Regions from separate parts of the Zea mays genome. Here regions 2 and 3 are each linked to region 1. The links are chromatin contacts, called in public Hi-C maps. All regions are on one chromosome and are shown on one strand. The core of a region is the stretch at or near the end of the contact, and the rest is flanking DNA. Distances in the headings are between cores, read along the strand shown. Region 1 holds the start of LOC100194170. Region 2 holds the start of LOC100286049 (zinc finger C-x8-C-x5-C-x3-H type family protein). Region 3 holds the start of LOC100280268 (SEC1-family transport protein SLY1).

Region 1 (3,799 bases), core at 94-2,593:
ATAAAAAAAACAAGAATAAACACAGGATTCCCCCATGTTTGAACTGATCAAGAATCTAAACCCAACAGCATGCTATAGGCATACTCATGTGTGCCTTTCAGGAGGGGAGCCTACTTTTTACCCCTTGTTGGAAAAGACTGACAACCACAATTGAACATATAATTAGCAGACAGGGTTAATGATTAGCAGACAGAGTTAGAGACCTACAAATTGATTTAGAATAAATAAGACCCCTTGCTGGAAAAGACTGACAGCCACAATTGAACATATAATTAGCAGACAGGGTTAATGATTACCAGACAGAGTTAGAGACCTACAAATTGATTTAGAATAAATAAGAGTTAATAAGTTCCAGCTGGAGTTTCCTATGAACCCAACGCTTGTATAGAAGCTGACATTGAAGTCATTTTTTTATAGCTCAGCACCGTAGAAGGCAGGAGTATCATCTGGCAGCTCAGCGAGGAGGGAACCCATATTACAGAACGACGGGTTCAGTTTCATCGCCGGTATCATCTGGCAGCTCAGCGAGCGCAAGGAGGATCAGCGGCCATCGGTGATATGCGCCCGCACTGGAACTCCGTCCAGCAAAGGTGAGCGGCGACCGGAGCAGAAGAATCGGAGTTCACAACTGGGAACGTCGTGCAGAACGGCGCACCATCCTAGCTATGGTTTTAGGGGCGAGGTTAGGATAGATTTCGAGAGGATTTCTATGAATACGATTCGCTGTCACACATCCGCCAGTACAAACATGAAGCTGAGCAAAGATCTAGCAGGCAGAGGATACGAACCCTAGAACCAAGAACGCAGCCAAAAGCTGAAAGGCGTAATGATGCCGAACCGTATAAAATCCAGCGCGGTTGCAATGGCAGAGGGAGCGAGGTCGGAACAAACCTGTAGCGCTCGGCGTGAAGAGGAAGCGGCGACGGAGTAGGCGACGACGCCGAGGAGAAGCTCCGCGCGGGGTCAAAGCGAGCTAACGCGAGGGAGAGTGCCGCCGAAGCATCCAGAGGCATAGAGAGATGGGATTTTTTACAAGAAAATCCAAGAGACTGTATGACGCTTGATTACGAATCTAACGGCCTGAAAAATTTACGCCGACGTGGACACCTCGTTTCTTACCGGGTTTGTAATATAGGAAATTGGATTGGTGTCAGCGAGGGATGGAATGTGATCAATTCTAGGCTGACTATATCCTTATTTTTAGGGATGACCTTCTTATTCATTATTTTTAATAAATATTTCTTAACCCTGATTCTAGATCTCCAAACCAAACGCGAGTCAAGTGACAATGATCCCAATTCCCATCCCTCTTCGTCAAGATCCAACGGCCACAATCCTCATCCTCGTCTCACCAGTCAGCACAGGCACGGTGTGCTTTGACCGCTACCCTCGATCCCCCGATAGCAGCAGCAGCAGCAGATCCTCGGCGGCGACATGGACACCCCCACGGCGAAGGCGGCATGGAACGCCAACTACGGCGTCGTCGGCAGTGGGGACCGTCGTCTTGCCTTCTCCCGCCAACTCTCCTCCAACGCCACCACGCCGCGCCTCGCTCGGTCCGACTCCTCCATCTCCATGCCCGCCCCCCTTCCCCTTCCCCCAGTCTACGAGGGGCCCAAGCCCAGCAGGAAGCTACTCCGCCTCGCCACGGCCAGCCGCCCCATGCGCCGCCTCGCCCTCCTCCTCGCCCTCAACGTTGCCTACTCTGCCACCGAGTTCGCCATCGGCCTCTTCACCGGACGCGTAGGTATTGCATCAACAAGGGCTCCATGACTCAGATTACGACATAGTTAATTGATCCTAGGGCTTCGTCAATCGATTCATTCCAAGCACTTCTGCATGCTGATACTGCATCCTATAAACTATTATTGCATCCTACATCTACTACTCGGTCTATCTGTTTCATTTATGCTGCTGGATGGAAGAGGAATTCAGAGCAGTGCTTACAGGTGCCCTTTGTTTTGCAGGCTTAGTTTCAGATGCTTTCCATCTCACCTTTGGATGCGGCTTGTTAACTTTCTCATTGTTTGCTATGGCTGCATCCCGAACCAAGCCTGATAACCTCTACACCTATGGGCCAGTCTCCTCATTCCCTCCCGCCTTTCAGGCTCTATTTCTGTTCGTCTGTGCACTAATTCACACTCACTTATTGTTGTCTGCTTTCTTTCAGGTACAAGCGATTGGAGGTTCTGGCTGCCTTTACAAATGCTGTAAGCTTCCAAAACCTTCCATCTTATGGATACGTGTGCATACATTTGTACAGAGTTCTCCCAGATTAATAATGTACAAGCCCATCTTTCAAGTTTATGTTAAACATTTGTTTGATGATAGAGCTGAAATTCATCCATGGTTTACATCTTTGCTTGGTTATCACGTGTAATGTCCCTACTCCCTACAACTTGCCGGAAAAAAACACCCTGTTTGTATTACACTTTTAACCCTTTCTGTCCTTTTGCTTTGTGCTAACATTTTGACCACCACCCTATGGTTCTTTATGTAGACAGCTGTTTCTATTGTTCCTGTCTTTCTCCTTGGCTGTTGAAGCATTACATGCATTTATGCAAGATGAATCGGAGCACAAGTAAGTGCCATTTATGTCAAATGTCTTCAGATGGGATGGTAGCTGTTTCTGCTGTTACTAGTCTTTCTCCACTGCCTTTTCATGCTGACACCTTATCTTCTAAAAAACTGTCTTCCAGGCATTATCTGATTGTTTCTGCTGTCACCAATCTTTTGGTTAATTTACTTGGTGTTTGGTTCTTCCGGAACTACGCTCGTGTTAACATAGGTACGGGAAGCAACTTATATCCTGTTGCTTCTGGTGCAAATGGAGATTTGTACTTGTTTCCCTGCAAGGGTTGTAAATTAAACAGAATTATGATTGGCAGTTTACAGGAATGCAGAGGATATGAATTACCACTCGGTCTGTTTGCATGTGTTGGCAGATTCAATACGGAGGTACATGCATTCCCAGGCATTGTTGGACTCTTCCCTTGTGCACATTATACTTTTGTACCTTGCTGGTTGCCACACGTTGATATTGATTGACTGACGCTTGTTATTTCTTTCACAGTGCAGGCTTGATACTAGCTTCTTGGTTTCTTTCATTGGGGTAAAATCTATTTTTTTTACTATTTTCACGTTTCCTGTGCTTCCCATTTATCATGGTGACTTGTGGCCATCTGTTTATTCCTTTTGTGCTACTACCCGTAGGATTGAGAATGCTGAGGTTCTGTGCCTGGGAATCGTCTCAGTGGCAGTGTTTATGCTTGTTTTGCCGTTATTTAAAGCTACTGGTAATATCCTACTGCAAATCGCACCTAGCAATGTGCCACCTTCAGCCTTTACAAAGTGCTCGAGACAGGTAAACAAGGCCTCAGGTAGTCGTTCATTTGGTTCAAAAAGAAAATGCACTTAAGACGCATGAGCAAGTGATAGATATTCTCCAGATTGCTGCTTGTGAAGATGTCTCCGAAGTATGGCAAGGTCGATTCTGGGAGCTTGTTCCTGGTCAGGCAGTTGGATCTCTCTCCATTAGGGTAAAACCCTTGACACAGAGCTGCAAAGTCCATCATTTGCACTGAAGCATTCCTGACGTTGCTTGTTTTGCGCTGTATAGGTGAAGAGCGGCGCTGACGACCGGGCAGTCCTTGAATACACGCATGGTTTATATCAGGATTTGGGCATACAGGATCTGACGGTCCAAACTGATGAGTTTGTAGGGCCTGTTAGTTAGACGGTAGGGGTTCTATCCCAGCTTCACGAAAGTGTTGTTTTCAGTTTTTTTTTCCTACCAAGT
Region 2 (3,570 bases), core at 22-2,521, 280 kb before region 1:
CAACCGGTCACCAGTGTTGATATCGCAACAACGCTAAACCCTTGTAGAACCTAAACGGGGTGGGGGTACTTTCTTGTATCCCTAACGGTTAGATGACGACAACTGGTGTGCCAGATAGGGACCACATTTGGCATGTTGATGTAGCATCTCCATGGCCAACCGTGAGTCTGAGTCTATTAGCGATGACCACGGTAACCACTCCGACATCGCATCTCACAACCACGATCAACATCCTCGCCAAGTTTGCACTCCCGCATCCATCAGTCTGCTTTGGTGGTCCCATCTCTTCTACCTTTGCCCTGATGGAGCAGGAGCACTACCCCTAGTTGGGGGAGCACCATCCATGCATGACAACGTCCCCATGACATGCCTTCACAACAGTTGGGCGCCTCTAATGCCCAGAACTCCGGTGGCCCAATGCCAAGCTAAAAGGGGAAGCATTGAGTTGCCTCTTCAGTAGCAAGGGTAGGTCTGTCCTGCTTACTCCACGACGATCGTCGTCCCCTTGACTTTAGGTAGCCCCAACAATTGCCCAAACGCTACTCTACAACCCCTAGGCCCAATCGTGGGTCCGGAGGCCAAGCAATAGTGTTGATCTGACATCGCTAATTTCATTGTCGTTGCACAAGATGCCCTCGGGCAACACACTACACTCCTCCGACATTCCGCGCCCAGATCGCTAGGTCGAGGGTGCCCCATGGGGGCATCTTGACCTTGCGTAGGTCAAGGTGAGGCTTGGAACTAGATAGGGTGACTAACGCTGACAAGGATCTCGACTTCTAGGAGGCCTTTTTCGTTGTGGCCGTCATCTTCAGAAGGTATAGCTGATTTGGCCTCCAGGCAGGCTGTCAAAACTCGGCGCCGTGATATCACCGCCGTCGCACCAAAGCCACAAGGGTCCAATCCCCTCAGGGCTTGGTTAGGGGGAAATGAAGATGATTGGAGGAGATTAAATTCCTTTGTAGTCAAAATTTAAATAGGAGATTTAATCCCCTTGCAACTGAACATGCCTTCAAGTAGACTTTCACCCTCCCCCGACAATATTGGCGGGGCCGTCATCTATGATCTACTACGGTGACGATGCAATTTACTGATGGATTGTCAACACTTATGATCTATTAGTACTCTGAATGTTTCATGGACCATAATCTATGAAAGTTTGAATAAGAGATTGAATCTTTATTATCGACGTATATCCAACACATATCCCATCATAACGAAAGTTATTTATTAGTCCAAAGTGTCACTGAATCAGGCATCAACCAGACCACACAAGACGACACGGCACTGTTGAGCAGAGACTAGAGTGAGAGAGTAGCAGCCGGTGCAGGGCTGGCTTGGCAGATTGGGATCCCCTCCCCTCCCTCCTCCCACCCCCTTGCCTTGAGCTGGGGGTTCGTTCAGGAAGCTGATCTGAGAGCTCGCGACCGCAACCACAACCAACCCAAAAAGCTGCAGCAGATCCATCCTTCTCACCCGAAACAATCGATCCCCTCTTATAGACTTCGCCTGCCTCCAACCCTTAATCTTCAGCTATGGATTCAGCCGCCGCGCGACCCGACGAGGAGGAGGCGCGCCGCCGCCGGAGCACCGACTGCATCTACTTCCTCGCCTCCCCGTTGACCTGCAAAAAGGTACCACCTACTCCTGCTACTTCCCCAGGCCTAGCCCCTTCTATCTTCTCTTAATTCTTCTGCGATAACATGTTGCTCGCTCCCTTGAATTATAGAAGATGCGCCACAGCATCTCTCTTCGCCTCCTCCTCCAGGACCAGATGCATGCCATGTTCGCCACCTAGCATACCCTAGCCTTCGATCTGGATCCCCACCTTACTTTCCTTGTTCCTTTCGGAATCTCATGCTATAGATCTCTTTAAGCAGTTCGTCGCAGGCATCGCATGCGTACGTAGTTCCTTTCAACGCTCCGCTGCCATCGCCACCTGCATCATTTCCAGATCCATAGCCATGGCAGACACTTCAATTTTTGTAACTCCTAGCCTACCCTAGTAGTACTTGTTAGTTGAGCTTGAGTTGGACTCACCTCGCTTACATACCTGCATCACTCACATGTTGTCTTGCATGCAGGGAAGTGAATGCGAGTACCGTCATAGCGATGCTGCGAGGATGAATCCCAGGGACTGCTGGTATTGGTTCCATGGCAACTGCGCAAATCCTAAATGCTCCTTTAGGCACCCGGTGCGTCCTCCGTCCATCCTCCGCTCTCTTCAATGCAAACACAAATGCCATGATTGCTTATTACGTAACACAAGCATGACGATGCTTCACTCTGCTTCTATCTTCTTTTTTCCCCCAGCCATTAGACAACATGGCCGGAGCACCAACGACTCCACGTCCAGCTCAACAGTCTGTACCCCATCAAGCTTCAGCTTCTGTTCCAGCTCAGCCCCAGGGATCTGTTCCTGCCACTGCCAAGCAGGGTGTTCCATGCTATTACTTTCAGAAGGGCATGTGCACGAAAGGGGACAGGTGTGCCTTTCTGCATGCGCCCCGGTCTGCTGGAAACCCTGCTCCACAGCCTCCGGCCAAGGTCTTCACCACCCCTGCCTTGCAGCCTAATCTCCATCCACCGTTGAACAACTCGTGGACAAAACCCAACTTGAGTGCTCCTGCAGTAGCCGTAGTTGACAAGCCAAAGGCCAGCACTTATCATGATGGTAAACCGCTTCATCACAAGGAAAATCTGACGAGTAGGACCGAAAACCCATCAAGAGTAGTTTATCAGAATCACAGTAGTTCTTATGCACAGCCCGGTGCACCAAAGCGTTACCAGCCTCAGCCTTCAGCCCGAGATGGCTTAACCGACAATGGTATGGAGGCTGGCGAATTTGCGAGAGAACCATCCGCCGGTTCTTGTGTAACTGCCGGTTTTAATGGTGCTGGAGGGATGACGAGGCAAACACATGGTGGCTATGAACCAGAAAGGTCATACAGAAATTCAGCAGAGAGGTCTTCGTCAGAGAAAAGGATTCCCCAGAGAGAGCATATCCCCTCTGTGGCTGCCGGCAGTTCGGATCTGCGCCATAGGCTACTGAAGCAAAGAAAGTCCAATAATAATTCAAGGTCGGCTGAAGCCCTGGGCAGGCATGATACACATCTTGAGGATGAGCGCAATGACCAACATCGTCCGCGAGGTGAACAGCAGGATGGCCTCTCACGGTCTCGACTGCATGATAGAATAAGACTACCTGGGGAGACAGCGTTTGACAGTCTTGGGTCACGGTCAGAGGAGTGGGATAGAGGGTCTAGAGCCAGATTGTCGCCACCAAAATCCTCAGATCTTCGAGGGAGGCTTCATGAAAGGCTAAAGGGTAGATTGGGTGAGGAGATACCGGGTAGCAGTGCAAAAGGTTTGGCAGTGAAGGCAAGTAGCAGTGAGGATACTGAATCACTGAACTTTGCTGGTCCAAAGAGCCTTGCAGAGTTGAAGGCAAAGAAAGGTGTCGGCAGGTCAGGAGAAGATGCCGTCGTCAAGGGCTTAGGTTCTTCTCGTATGACTTCAGAAATAGTTTGGAGCAGGGAGGCTGCTTCGTTTGAAGGTCCAAAGCCCCTA
Region 3 (3,831 bases), core at 838-3,337, 410 kb after region 1:
AACCTTCTGTTCGCTCTCACTCGCACTCGACAGAAAAGGAAAAAGTTAAGTTCACATTTAATATTACTAAGTGTGATAAAATATTTGATGAGTTGCTTAAACATGGTAACATTAAATTGTCACATGTAATTCCTCCGGTTGAACAATTAAAAGGGCGCGTTTATTGCAAATGGCATGGCTCCTTTCTCCATAACACCAATGATTGTGTCGTCTTCCGACGGCAAATACAATCGGCTATAAACGAAGGCCGGTTGAGGTTTCAAAAAGAGGTGAAAATTGACAGGCCACCTGTCCTTTTCACCTCATTAGAGCCGACGAGCAAAAAGGTCATAATTTGACCCTGTGCGGCCGATAAAAGCAAAGATAAAAATATCGTCATTGGTGATCCCCGCACACCAAATATGTCACGCAGAATGGTTACTCGGAAGGCTCCGGACAAAAGAAAGACCGGAGACATCGGGGGGCAAGCACGATCAGACACCCGATCACGATCACCTGTCCTGCGTACGCCGGACGATCCGGGTACTAAGGCCGAATAGTCCGAGACAGGAGCGAACGGTCCGGCTATAATGGTCGGACAGTCCGCAGACGGTCAGAAGTAGCAACCTCAGACCATCGGACCACAACGTTCCAAAACAAGTGTTAGGAAACAAAATACTACTAAGACGTTTGGACGACTCAGTAGAGTCGGCCCTACTTTTGATCAGTTGCTTGCCAAATATATGAAGAAGGTTGTTCCACACAACCGGCCAATAAAACAAACGAAGTTAAAAGGGCGATATGTGCGAAAGCAAAAGCCGACTAAACCGACCCAAAAGGTAGCACAACCAAGATCGCCTTGTCATCCTTCTCCAGGGATAGCATGGTGCTTCCTGGTCTATCCATCGTTGATGTGTTATCCTACTCATGCGTGGGGTGGTACGACGATGAATCCGTATTACTGGCCCAATTCGTTTGCTTATTTGGGTTGGGGGGCACCACAAGTTTTTGCCTATTGACAGGTTGATCAGGTAGACATGGCCGAAGAGGATGCAATCCGAAACGACCTCTGTGCATTAAAGTTGCATCAAGTATTTATATTATCTGATCGTAAGAGCCGATGACTTGCATCGAGCTGAGTCCTTACTTCGGGAACAAAGTAGCTCATGAGGTCAATTGTTTCCGAAGTTTTCGCTGGTGCTTTTGGTTCGCCAAGCTCCACCAAAAGGCAGGGGGGCATATGTTGAACACCAAAATGAGTGGACAGTCCGTGTGTCCCGAGATTAGATTAACTCGGGTGTTTATCCTTATCTCGTGCGTGGTTATCCTTCTAATCACGTGGGAGTTGTTGGCTATCTCTTAGGAACAGGTTCAGACCTCCTCCCCTATAAATATAAAGGGGTACGGCCGATTGAGAACCCCCGAACATATTCCAATCGAACCAATTACTTTATTTACCTTTCCTGTCCTAGGAGTAGATGTAGCGTAGCTCTAGTTGTAGCCTTCCGCATATCTCTACGTCGTCTAGATCCGTCTTGGGTGGCCTGCCGACCCCAAGACGACCCTAGGATCTCACCCCTCCTGGGGGGCAAGATCTAGTTGTCCACCCAAGGTCTCTTCATCGAATTGATCTCTTAATTCCTAGGCGACTCCACATCGTCTGGGGACGCCCCGGGTGACCTGTCGACCCGGAGCACCCTAAGATCTCTTCTTCCCAGGGAACGAGATCTAGATTCCAGCAAGAAGGAGCAAGATGACCCTATCGCCAGGTCGCGGACCGTCCGGCCTAGAACCGCGGACCGTCCGGTGTGACACAGGGAAGGCACCGCTCCTGCGCCCAGGTCGCGGACCGTCCGACCTAGAGCCGCGGACTGTCTGCGCTGCCGCAGAGGGCACCGCCAGGCGGTACACCACCTAGTGATTGGCGCCGTCCAGATTGGCGCCAACATCAACACAGGAACTAAAATAGAATAAAATAGAGAACCAAACACATCAAATGTTTTCTCTGTTTAAAATCTCTACTGAAAACTGAAATCACGCAAACGGTTAAAATGAAAATATATGAATTTGTTGTGCCTCCTTTCCGACCCTGTTGACCATGCCTAGCGTTGAGCACAACTGCACAAGCAGGAGAAATCAGAATCAAGGGTCTCGTCTTCGTTCCCTTCGCCTCCCCATTCCGTACCGCGTCAGATCGCACCCCTCCTCCATGGCGGCGCTCAGCCTCCGCCAGAGGCAGCTTGGTAAGCCTCGCCGTCCCGAATCCACCTTCGCCTTGGCTCCCGGGTGTTCCCCTCCTGCCCGCTCTTCCTTGCTAAGTTTTTGATTGGATCGCTCCCAGATCTGATTGTGCGGATGCTGCACCTCAACAAGCCACCGCCGCCGCCCGGCACGGCTGCGGAGCAAGAAGAGGAGGTGTACAAGATCCTGGTACTGGACAGCTTCTGCCTCTCGCTGCTCTCGCCGCTGCTCCGCGTCGCCGACCTCCGCAAGCACGGGGTCACCCTCTACTTTCCCATCGACAAGCCCCGCCAGCAGGTCGCCGACGCCCCCGCCGTGTACTTCCTCCGCCCCACGCAAGCCAATGCCGACCGCGTCGCTGCAGATGCCGCCGCCTCGCTCTACGCATCCTTCCACCTCAACTTCTCCTCCGCCCTCCCGCGCCCGCTCCTCGACCGCCTGGCCGCCGCCACCGCAGCCTCCGGCTCTGCCCACCGCGTCGCCCGCCTCGCCGACCAGTACCTCGACTTCGTCTCTCTCGAGGACAACCTCTTCTCCCTCGCCCACCCGCGCTCCTACGTCGCGCTCAACGACCCCAAAGCGGCCGACGCCGACATTGAGGCCCTCGTCGACGCGATCGCGCTCGGCCTCTTCTGCGCGGCGGCCACGCTCGGCACCGTGCCCGTCATCAGGTGCCCCCGCGGTGGCCCCGCCGAGATGGTCGCCGCCGCCCTTGACGCCCGCCTCCGGCATCACCTCCTCGCCAAGCCTAACCTCTTCACCGAGGCCTCAGCCTCAGCCTCCGTTGCCTCCTTCCAGCGCCCCGTGCTCTGCCTCTTCGACAGGAATTTGGACCTCTCTGTGGGAATACAGCACGATTGGAGCTACCGCCCCTTGGTCCATGACGTCCTCGGCCTCAAGCTCAACAAGCTCAAGATGCCCGCGGACAAGTCTGGCCCGGCCAAGGCCTACGATCTCGATGATTCCGATGCCTTCTGGGTAGCAAACAGCTGGTCGCCGTTCCCCAGGGTGGCTGAGGAGATCGAGTCGCAGCTCGCCAAGTACAAGCAGGATGTGGACGAGGTGAACCAGCGCACCGGTGGCAACAAGGATGGCATCGAGTTCGATGGCACAGACCTCATTGGCAACACCCAGCACCTGATGAATGCCGTTAACTCGCTCCCGGAGCTCACAGAACGCAAGAAGATGATCGACAAGCACACGAATATCGCGACAGCGTTGCTTGGGCACATCAAGGAGAGATCGCTGGATGGATACTGTGACTGCGGGAACGACATGCTCACGAAGGGCACCGTGGACAGGAGCACGCTACTGGGCCTTCTCCGAGGGAAGGGCACCAAGGCGGACAAGCTTCGTCTGGCTGTGACCTACCTCCTCTGTTTCGAGACGCCAGAGCTAGAGCAGGTCGAGGCGGCGCTGCGTGAGTCAGAAGTGGACATGTCAGCGTTTCAGTATGTGAAGAGGATCAAATCGCTGAACACGCAGTTTAGTGCCTCGTCGTCAAGCAGTGCAACGAGGAGCAACATTGTTGATTGGGCAGAGAAGCTGTATGGGCAGTCCATTAGCGCAGTGACAGCAGGGGTGAAGAATCTCTTGTCCAGTGGGAGGCAG

Evidence for each region. A called contact is a pair of places that touch in the nucleus more often than the background predicts.
Region 2: a contact with region 1 is called in a Hi-C map of ear, with 2.7 times the contacts expected there. The contact joins the promoter of LOC100286049 here to the promoter of LOC100194170 in region 1. A contact is called at or near these places in 4 of 25 Hi-C or Micro-C datasets (bundle sheath, ear, endosperm and 1 more).
Region 3: a Hi-C map of endosperm shows a contact between it and region 1, with 4 times the contacts expected there. The contact joins the promoter of LOC100280268 here to the promoter of LOC100194170 in region 1. A contact is called at or near these places in 8 of 25 Hi-C or Micro-C datasets (bundle sheath, ear, endosperm and 3 more).

The regions. Positions count from the first base shown.
Region 1 is chr4:173,620,486-173,624,284 of Zm-B73-REFERENCE-NAM-5.0, reverse strand. LOC100194170 reads left to right here and starts at 1,343. Exons shown (of 10, transcript NM_001367048.1): 1 at 1,343-1,747; 2 at 1,968-2,076; 3 at 2,171-2,210; 4 at 2,505-2,581; 5 at 2,700-2,788; 6 at 2,889-2,958; 7 at 3,074-3,112; 8 at 3,214-3,364; 9 at 3,450-3,539; 10 at 3,620-3,799. The coding sequence starts at 1,435. The coding sequence ends at 3,736.
Region 2 is chr4:173,903,439-173,907,008 of Zm-B73-REFERENCE-NAM-5.0, reverse strand. LOC100286049 (zinc finger C-x8-C-x5-C-x3-H type family protein) reads left to right here and starts at 1,271. Exons shown (of 3, transcript NM_001158937.2): 1 at 1,271-1,634; 2 at 2,085-2,195; 3 at 2,314-3,570. The coding sequence starts at 1,536.
Region 3 is chr4:173,207,382-173,211,212 of Zm-B73-REFERENCE-NAM-5.0, reverse strand. LOC100280268 (SEC1-family transport protein SLY1) reads left to right here and starts at 2,087. Exons shown (of 2, transcript NM_001153196.1): 1 at 2,087-2,222; 2 at 2,321-3,831. The coding sequence starts at 2,189.